2 separate regions of the Zea mays genome follow, and region 1 is linked to region 2. Evidence: chromatin contacts called from public Hi-C data. All regions are on one chromosome and are shown on one strand. Each heading gives the region's core, a stretch centred on a gene start, on an enhancer-like site or on the middle of the called end of the contact. The rest is flanking DNA. Distances are from core to core; before and after follow the strand shown.

Evidence for each region. Hi-C and Micro-C count contacts between places; a contact is called where the count stands out from the background.
Region 1: a Hi-C map of endosperm shows a contact between it and region 2, with 2.1 times the contacts expected there. The contact joins the promoter of LOC103638140 here to the promoter of LOC103638133 in region 2. A contact is called at or near these places in 5 of 25 Hi-C or Micro-C datasets (ear, endosperm, leaf and 1 more).

Annotation. Positions count from the first base shown.
Region 1 is chr9:26,083,449-26,087,535 of Zm-B73-REFERENCE-NAM-5.0, forward strand. It overlaps LOC103638140 (serine/threonine-protein phosphatase 2A 65 kDa regulatory subunit A), which reads right to left and starts at 1,708. Exons shown (of 13, transcript NM_001347218.1): 1 at 1,561-1,708. It overlaps LOC100273408 (AAA-type ATPase family protein), which reads right to left. Exons shown (of 13, transcript NM_001147845.1): 10 at 3,645-3,735; 11 at 3,482-3,517; 12 at 3,298-3,398; 13 at 2,748-3,098. The coding sequence ends at 2,982.
Region 2 is chr9:25,342,378-25,346,425 of Zm-B73-REFERENCE-NAM-5.0, forward strand. It overlaps LOC103638133 (alpha/beta-Hydrolases superfamily protein), which reads right to left and starts at 2,512. Exons shown (of 3, transcript XM_008661115.4): 1 at 1,074-2,512; 2 at 713-918. The coding sequence starts at 2,048.

The DNA.
Region 1 (4,087 bases), core at 458-2,957, 740 kb after region 2:
AGGAAAGAAAAGATTAAGGATAGGACGTGAAAGGGCCTCTAGCTGAGTTGGTTAGGTGGTCTGAGTAGCACTCCTCAGGTCCTGGGTTCGACTCCCCCGTGGGAGCGAATTTCAGGTTGTGGTTAAAAAAATCCCCTCGTTTGTCCCACGCCAAAGCACAGGTCTAGGGCTCAGCCCCGGCCGTGGTCGTTCTCACATGGGCTTCGATGCCGCTGTGTATGGGTGGGGCAAGGGTTCGGGGGTTTTCTCGACCTGTGTGAGAAGGTCTTCTTAATACAATGCCCGGGGGCTGTCTTACCCCCCGCAGGTCGAGTTTTAAGATTAAGGATAGGACACTAATCTGGGGTGTAATATATTTGGGTCACTTCATGGTGTGCCCTATATTTTTTCGTAAAAGATTGTAAAATAGGCACTGTTGGAGCTGTTTTTATGAGTTGAGCCCTATATTTCAAAATAGTGCACTGATTTAAGGCACCGTTAGAGATGCTCTAGACAAATAGAAGCAGAATAGAAACAAACGTTTGGTTAAAATATACAAAAAAAAAGATCTCTGATGCCATAACCAAAGAAATAGATGCACCAAACTATTGCAAACTTATATAACTAAAAGTTCCCTGGGATTGGCTTTCTTGAACAACACAAGAATACTACTGTCATACACATGATCCAAATAAAATTAACAAATTCATGTTGACAAGTAGAACATCACAGATTACTTCGAAGAGTCAAATATTCCATAACATCATCTATGGAGGTGAGTCTCAACTACCCAATTAAAAATGACATGGCCTTCAGTTCAAACGATAATAATTGGTTGATCCAGCAAAAAAAAAAAATGCCCCGCAAAGATGCCTATTAAATATGGTTCCAGGAAAGAAACAACATCACTTGGCATCCGAGCATTCTGAGAAATTGAATCAAGTTCAGGCAAATGCTCCAAGTAAAATTTGGCATGAATTGATCTGGTCGTTTGGGGTCCCCAGGGGGTTCTATTTATAGATTTCCTCTTGTTTGTTTGCTTTTCATTCTCACTCAGGCGGCATGGAGAAGATGTTTCTGAAATCTGATCTATGTAACGACATATTCAGCTCCAGAATTAAATTTGCACGTTCGCGGATCCTGAATAAATGAGCGAATTTCGATACGACGAAACGAGGTGAATAGCTGATGCGCACAACGAGACGGGCAACAGACGCCACACGCGATCTACTCATCTACGACACACCACGAGCAACGGTTGATCCAAATCACTAGCTACCGACGTACCTAGCAACCAACGCCACACAGCCTCCGATCCGCGAGAAGAGAACTCAGACTAGGGCGTCGCAATCATTACAAAACCAGCGCAATCGACCAAACAACAGCCCAGATCTAGGAGGGGAACCACACGTGAACGCGCGAATGAAGAAGGCCTGAGCTCCAGACCGACGACGGTAGCAGCGGCGGCGGTATTGAGGGTGCGGGCGTGGCGATCGGAGGTGGTCGAGCGAGCGGGGTGAGGGGCGCAGATCTAGCTGTGGAAGGAGGGGGAGGGAGAAGAGGAGCAGGATCTGAACTGACCTCGCGGGGTCTGGATCGGGCTCTTGCCCGGCTGCTTCGCCGACGGCGTGGGGGTCCGGAGAGGGGGCAGGGTAGGAACGCCCGAGGCGTCGCCGCTGAGAGAAGGGGGCGGGGCGAGGAGCGAGCTGGCGCTGCAGAATGCGACGGGGGAGGAGGGGACGCAGTGGATGTCGAGGCCTGTGGGGCGTGCGAAGTGGGCCTGGGCCTGAAAGGGCGGTCGACCCGTTCTCAGATACGATCCGCTCTTGTTAGTCCTATGGACGGGAGGGAGACTTCGCTTGGGGTTGGAGCCCAGGAAAAACTCAGGCGGCATGGAGGCCCAGCACCCGTCTCACTGGCAAAGTGGCAATACGCAGAGGCGGCAGAGCACTGCGCGTCGAGCAGTGCCTGCATCTCGCCACGTTTAGCTTCTTGAGTTGCAGGACAAGGGGCCATGTCCAATGATTATTTTTGCACTGTAGACAGACTACTGTTTATAGAGTAGAGGCGAAATAGAAGATGAGTAAACTGCTAGAAATAGCCTAATCTGCGTTTGGTAGCACACCTAAACACCCTTTCAACCCCCTCCCCCACAACAATTTGGACACAAACGTGTCCGCACCCGTCATTATTGGGGTTTGCCTAGGGGCTGGAGCAACAAATCGGCCGACAGCCGGCTCCGTGCCTCAAGCTTGCAGCGACACCACCCTAAATTTCAACTGTTTGTTAAAATATATACGAGTCATTAAGCATGTAGGTTTTGTGTTTGTCTTTTTACACAACGACGATACTTCGATTTCGCCCTCGGCGGCCCAGAGCAGCTATGGGCTAATAATAACACATATACGAGTCATTAAGCATGTAGGTTTTGTGTTTCTTTTTACACAACGACGATACTTCGATTTCGCCCTCGGCGGCCCAGAGCAGCTATGGGCTAATAATAACACATATACGAGTCATTAAGCATGTAGGTTTTGTGTTTCTTTTTACACAACGACCGGCTTGTTCGCTGCGGCTTGCTGCGGCTGCAATCCGGCTGCGGCTGCGGCTTCTACAGTATTTTTCTCTCTATGGATTGCAGCTGCAGCAGTCCAAACAGCTGCAACAGTGTCGGCTTGCAGCCTGCCGAACACGCCCGACGATACTTCGATTTCGCCCTCGGCGGCCCAGAGCAGCTATAGGCTAATAATAACACACACTAGAGGTTTGTTTTTTTAAATAACTTGGGCAGCGGCATTTCAATGGGTATACATATAGGGCTGTTCCCAGCATTATATTGTACCTTCTGCTTCTGTTGAAGACGCGCTGTCCAGACTGAGGACGCATCGATGGCCGATGGGCGCGTGTGTGTGTGTAAGCCACCATGTGTGTGTGAGACATAAATCATGTACATCTGGAAATAGGGCCGCTTGATCATCATCATCAGGCAGCGCGCGTCTCCGTCAGCTCGAACCGAATTCCTCGTTCCAGTTCTCCAGCTCGTCCCATTTGCTCTTCTGCAAGCTTGGCCTGATCACCGTCATCGCGTTCTTGAAGTCCTCGTACCTCAAAGGTCGCAGCTGGAGATACGAGATTAGAAACCGAGGGTTAAGTGCTTCGTACACTGACATTCCAAAGTTTCGCTGGGAAACAACCACTTATGTAGGGTATGTTATCTGTAAAGATACTACAGCTAGAAGTCCATTTAAGCTTCTGTTTTAACAGTGAAAAAAACTCAGAACGAGTGAACTTTATGTTCAGACTGTTTAAAACCCGTACCTGATTTGCTTTGATAGTAAGAATATTTTGTGGACCGAGCTCTCTTATTGGCATCATTGCAGCTTCTTCACACAAGGCTCTCAGGTCACTTCCAGAATACCCTACAAACAAAACCGTCAGGAACCAGGACCACATAGCCCATGTTTTCAGAACAGCCATACATACTCGAAAGGAAACACAATACCTTCGGTCTCCACAGCAAGTCTTTCAAAATCATGGTCTGTCAGGAACCAGTTCCAGGTTAGCTACTGTGCCAAACGTTTTTTTTTAAAAAAAAGGCTGTCCTACATATACAGCCACTACGATCAAGCAGTTATCAAGAGAAACCTGGGAACTGGAGCACTTACTCGACAGTTTGAATGATTGTCCTTTGAGCTGATTTTTCAGAAGTAACCTTCGTACATTTGGATCAGGTAGTGGCACATATATTCTTTTTACCTATCGGATAATCAAAACAGTGGTATTCAAGATATAGAGAAGCAAGGCAACATAGTAGGGTATTAATGAGACAATAAGTGTGCAGCAAATCATCAATCGTCCCAAGGCCAATCTATCAACTCCTGACCCATTCACTGACTAATACAGTAACAGAACAGAATAATGGTGCTACAGTACCAATGAATTGCATGTCGCATCATCAATCATCCTTTATAGTAGCCATCTACTTCACTAAAAAATATTGACAAACTCAAGTTGCTATTGTAACTAGTCCTCTAACTGTCGTTTTTTCCATTCTCAGTTACAGAAAATTTCTCACAAAGGCTAATGCAATAAATTGAGGCAAAGGTAT
Region 2 (4,048 bases), core at 1,262-3,761:
GGAGTACTGACTGACTGCAGGCCGTTCCTTCCTTCGTCGGCTCGGTCCAGACCTTGGGGGGCCCCGGCGACCGGCCGGAGTGTCCGGGCACGGCTGTCGCCGACCAGCGCACGGCGCGTCGGTAGACTGGAGGCCGACGATCGAATAATTGGGCGCGCGGGGCGGTTGGGGATTAAACTTAAGACGGGGCCGCCGATTCAGCTAAAAAAGGGCGCGCGGGTCGCCATCGCCGCCGTGCTGGGCTGTCTCATCAGTAGTAAACGGAGCCGTCGTGTCGATGAAGCTAGCTACTCGTAGCTAGCTAGCTAGCCAGACCAGCAGCATTTTCAGGCTCCATTGATGGCGGAGACGCACGCAGCTAGGCCGCACTGGCACTGGACACAAGAGCAGGGGACGTACAGGTGCCGCTACCACTGGAGTCACTGGACATGATCCAGTAGCAAACATTAGGAGTACAGAGTACTAGTCTAGTCTAGAAATATATGCAGACGCGTCCTGGATCACTGTAGCATAGTGCTACTGTACGCAAGCAGGTGTTGCCATGCCATGGTGCGTGTGACACTAACTAGCCAGAGTGAGCACACGACTCGCTCGACACGACGGTGGCAGTGGCAGGTGCAGTTGCAGCGCCGTGCCGGTAGTAGTTATTAAAGAAGGAAGGCAAGCGTTTGGTTCGGGAGAGACCAGAGAACACGGCAAGAAAAAGGGCTACCTGTTCCTGGTGAAGATCCTGAAGAGGCGGTCCCAGACGCGGTGGTGGCGGCAGATGGTGAGGCAGATGGTGCGGCTCACGTGCTCGTACCAGCACGCCATGGACGCCCCGAACGCGATCGGCGGCCACACCCGCCGCGGAGCCACGCGCCGCATCACGTACTGCGCCGCCGACTCCGACTCCGACTCCGGCACCGGGAAGTAGGGCTGCACACACACAACACAAGCCCACACAGCAGCTAGTCGCGCCGGTCAAGTCACTCCAACGAACAACCAATCGTCCGCCCGCGCACGCGCGCGCTTACAATTCACGTGACACGTAGTTTTAGGTCATCACGTCAGATAGATGCACACGTACGTACCGGCGCGAGGAGCGTGAGCGACCTGACGGCGGCGGGGTACTTGACGGCGAGGGCGAGCGCCAGCACGGACCCGAGGGAGTGCGCCACCACGTGGAACGACCCGATCCGGTAGCGCCGGAGCACGGAGCGCTCGATCATCTCCACGTGCTCGCGCAGCGTGTACAGCGACTCCGCCGGCTTGGGGCTGCGCCCGAACCCCAGCAGGTCCACGGCGAACATCCGGTACCGGGACCGCGCCGAGGGGCTGAACGCCGGGAACACCGTCTCCGTCCAGAACACGGACGACGAGATGAAGCCGTGGATGAACACCACGTCCTCCGTCTCCACCGCCATCGCCGGCGCCTGGACGTGCACGTACAGGTGGGACGACGACGCCGGGGACCCGCTCCAGGCGTGGCACACCTTGCAGTCGCAGTCGGACCAGCACGGCGCCTGCCGCGGCGGCCGCGGGGCCCGGTCCATCTTCCCGCGGATCAGCTCCGCGATGGCGGGGCTCACGGTGAGCGCGGGGGCCACGCCGCTGCCGCTGCCGTTGCCCGCCCGCGTCGCGTCGGCCAGCAGCGACGGCCGCACGTACAGCGTGTCCGACACGTCCTCCAGCTGCAGCTTCGCGGACGACGCCGACAGCCGCACCACCTTGGGCCCGCCCGCCGCTGGTGGCGCGGCGGCGAGGGGCAGCTGCGCCGCCCGCGGGCCCGACGCCGCCGCGCAGTAGCACGACTTCCACTCCGCCTCCGCCGCGTAGTCCACCAGCTTGTACACCAGGCACAGCACCACGTCCAGCACGTCCAGCGCCGAGAACACCACGAAGCTCACCGCGCAGTTGAGCGCGCACCCGGCCACGCCCAGCACCGACGCCACCTTCGCGCGCGCCGCGCCCCACTCTCCGCCGGCGCAGCCGCCTCCACCAGCAGCAGCTCCCCCCATGCCGCCGGCCGACGCCTTCTCTTGCCACACGCAGGTCGCAATGTGCATTGCTCGCTCCCCGGCCGGACTCAGCCGAGCAACCGACGCCGCCCAGCCAGAGCGAGCGAGCAGCCAACCGACGGCGCGCGGCGGAGCAAACGAGCAGCTGGCCTTTTGTAACAAGAGTTTACTACGCGGAGCGATGAGACAGCCGGAGGGTTTAACGCGGAAGAAGAAAGGCGCGCATTTAAGCGCGGTTGGAGGCGGGCGGGGCGGGTGGCTTTCGTTTCTTGCGCGACGTCCTCCTTCCTTTCCTCGCTTTTGGACTTTGGAGTGGGGCGGGCGTCGGGGCAATGCGTTGGTTGGGTTAAATAGACACGGCCTCCTCTCCCTCTCCCTCTTCCTCGCCTCGCCTCCAGCTGCTTGGTTCGTTGCTTGTGCGGCGGCGGCGGCTGCCGGGCCACACAGGCCCCACGCCCACCGCCACCAGCTGAAAGCTATATGCGCCCAGCGGCATTTATTTTTTCCTCCCTCCCTCGCTCAGGAGGAGTCAGGACTCGATCTGGAGGAGGGTTAACGGTTGTCCATCATCTGGGTTTCGAGCAGTGTTCACGTTTCCGCCTTGATGACGCATGCATGCATCAACGTGGCTAACGGCTGATGAATGGGTTTCTCAGAAACAGGGGCCGTGTAGTACATTTTTAGGGTGTTTGGTTTTAGAAATCAGTTATTTCATCATCTTATCACTCTTTTTTTTTTGTGTGTGGTACGTACCAAAAAAGCGTTTTTCACTTGGAGCTCTTGAATTTTCAAGGCAATACCACCGACAACGAGGGAAATTAGAGGTGACGAATACATTTTAATCCATCCCTAACCGAACAAGCTCTAACGATTAGACTTTGGCAAAGGTGCGCTCGTGTTGTACCGGTTCCTTTTGCATGTCATTTGGCCATTAACATGAAAAAAACATGCATCCAAGTGGTGCCTCAGGAATTTCATCTATATATTGTTTATGTCATTGACTTTGGTACCAATGAGTACCTTGACCATTACTTTTCATAACTACTTATATTAGTTGTCTTGTTTAGCCGTTGACATTCTGTGTATGTATATTATATATAGCGATTTCTGAACGGGATCATCTTTGGTTTTGGAGCACAGTTCTCCTTTCTGTCTTGATGACGGTGCATCCATGTGAGTGCCGGTTGATGTGTTTATATTCAAGCCGATAAGGAATTGTCCATGATAAATGTGCACCCAAGTGCCATATTGATTCCTTTTGCATGTCATTTGAGTCGTGTGAACATGGAAATCATGCGCCCAAATAGTACCTCGATTTATTACCACCTGCTGTTCAGGTCATCCATATGGTACCGATGGATACTTTAACCGTTACTTTTCATAACTACATGTATATGTATATACTAAGTGTTTGAATGCACTAGAAATAATAATTAGTTAGCTAAAAATTGTTAGTAGAATTAGCTACCTAACTATTAACTAATTTACAAAAATAGTTAATAGTTAAACTTCACCAAGCGAGCGAGTTGCTGCCAAAGTCAGTTTCATGGGTAATTCTTGAGCCGTCACATATGCATGCAAAGGCGTTGCTTCCACTATGGTCTGGACATGGAAAAGGAGTTGTGCAGCCTACTCCTTATGTTGCGTCACTGTTCATATCTCGGTTATACAACTTTTCAAAATTAACAATCTGTGTGCTAGGATGGTCCAACATGTAATCCAATAGACCTTCTAGCTTTAGTGTGTTCAGGAGAAACGTGTCGTTTGTACGGCCAAACTTTTGTATCTTAATTACAATGATGCATAAATCTTAATTTTACGTATTGCAGGAAAAAAACATGTGTGACCAGCAGAGTGGTCAAGCCAACAGCAAAGCTAAGCTAGATAAATAGGCAGAGGGCACGACAGTGATCATTGAGACCTTTGGAGGAACCCCCATCCATGTCGTCACTGTTGCTAGTTGCTCACATGTACTCCCCTACCTACAACGTTGTGGCTTGTGTATTAGAAACTAGACTAGAAAGGTTGCTTAAATATAATAGACTTGT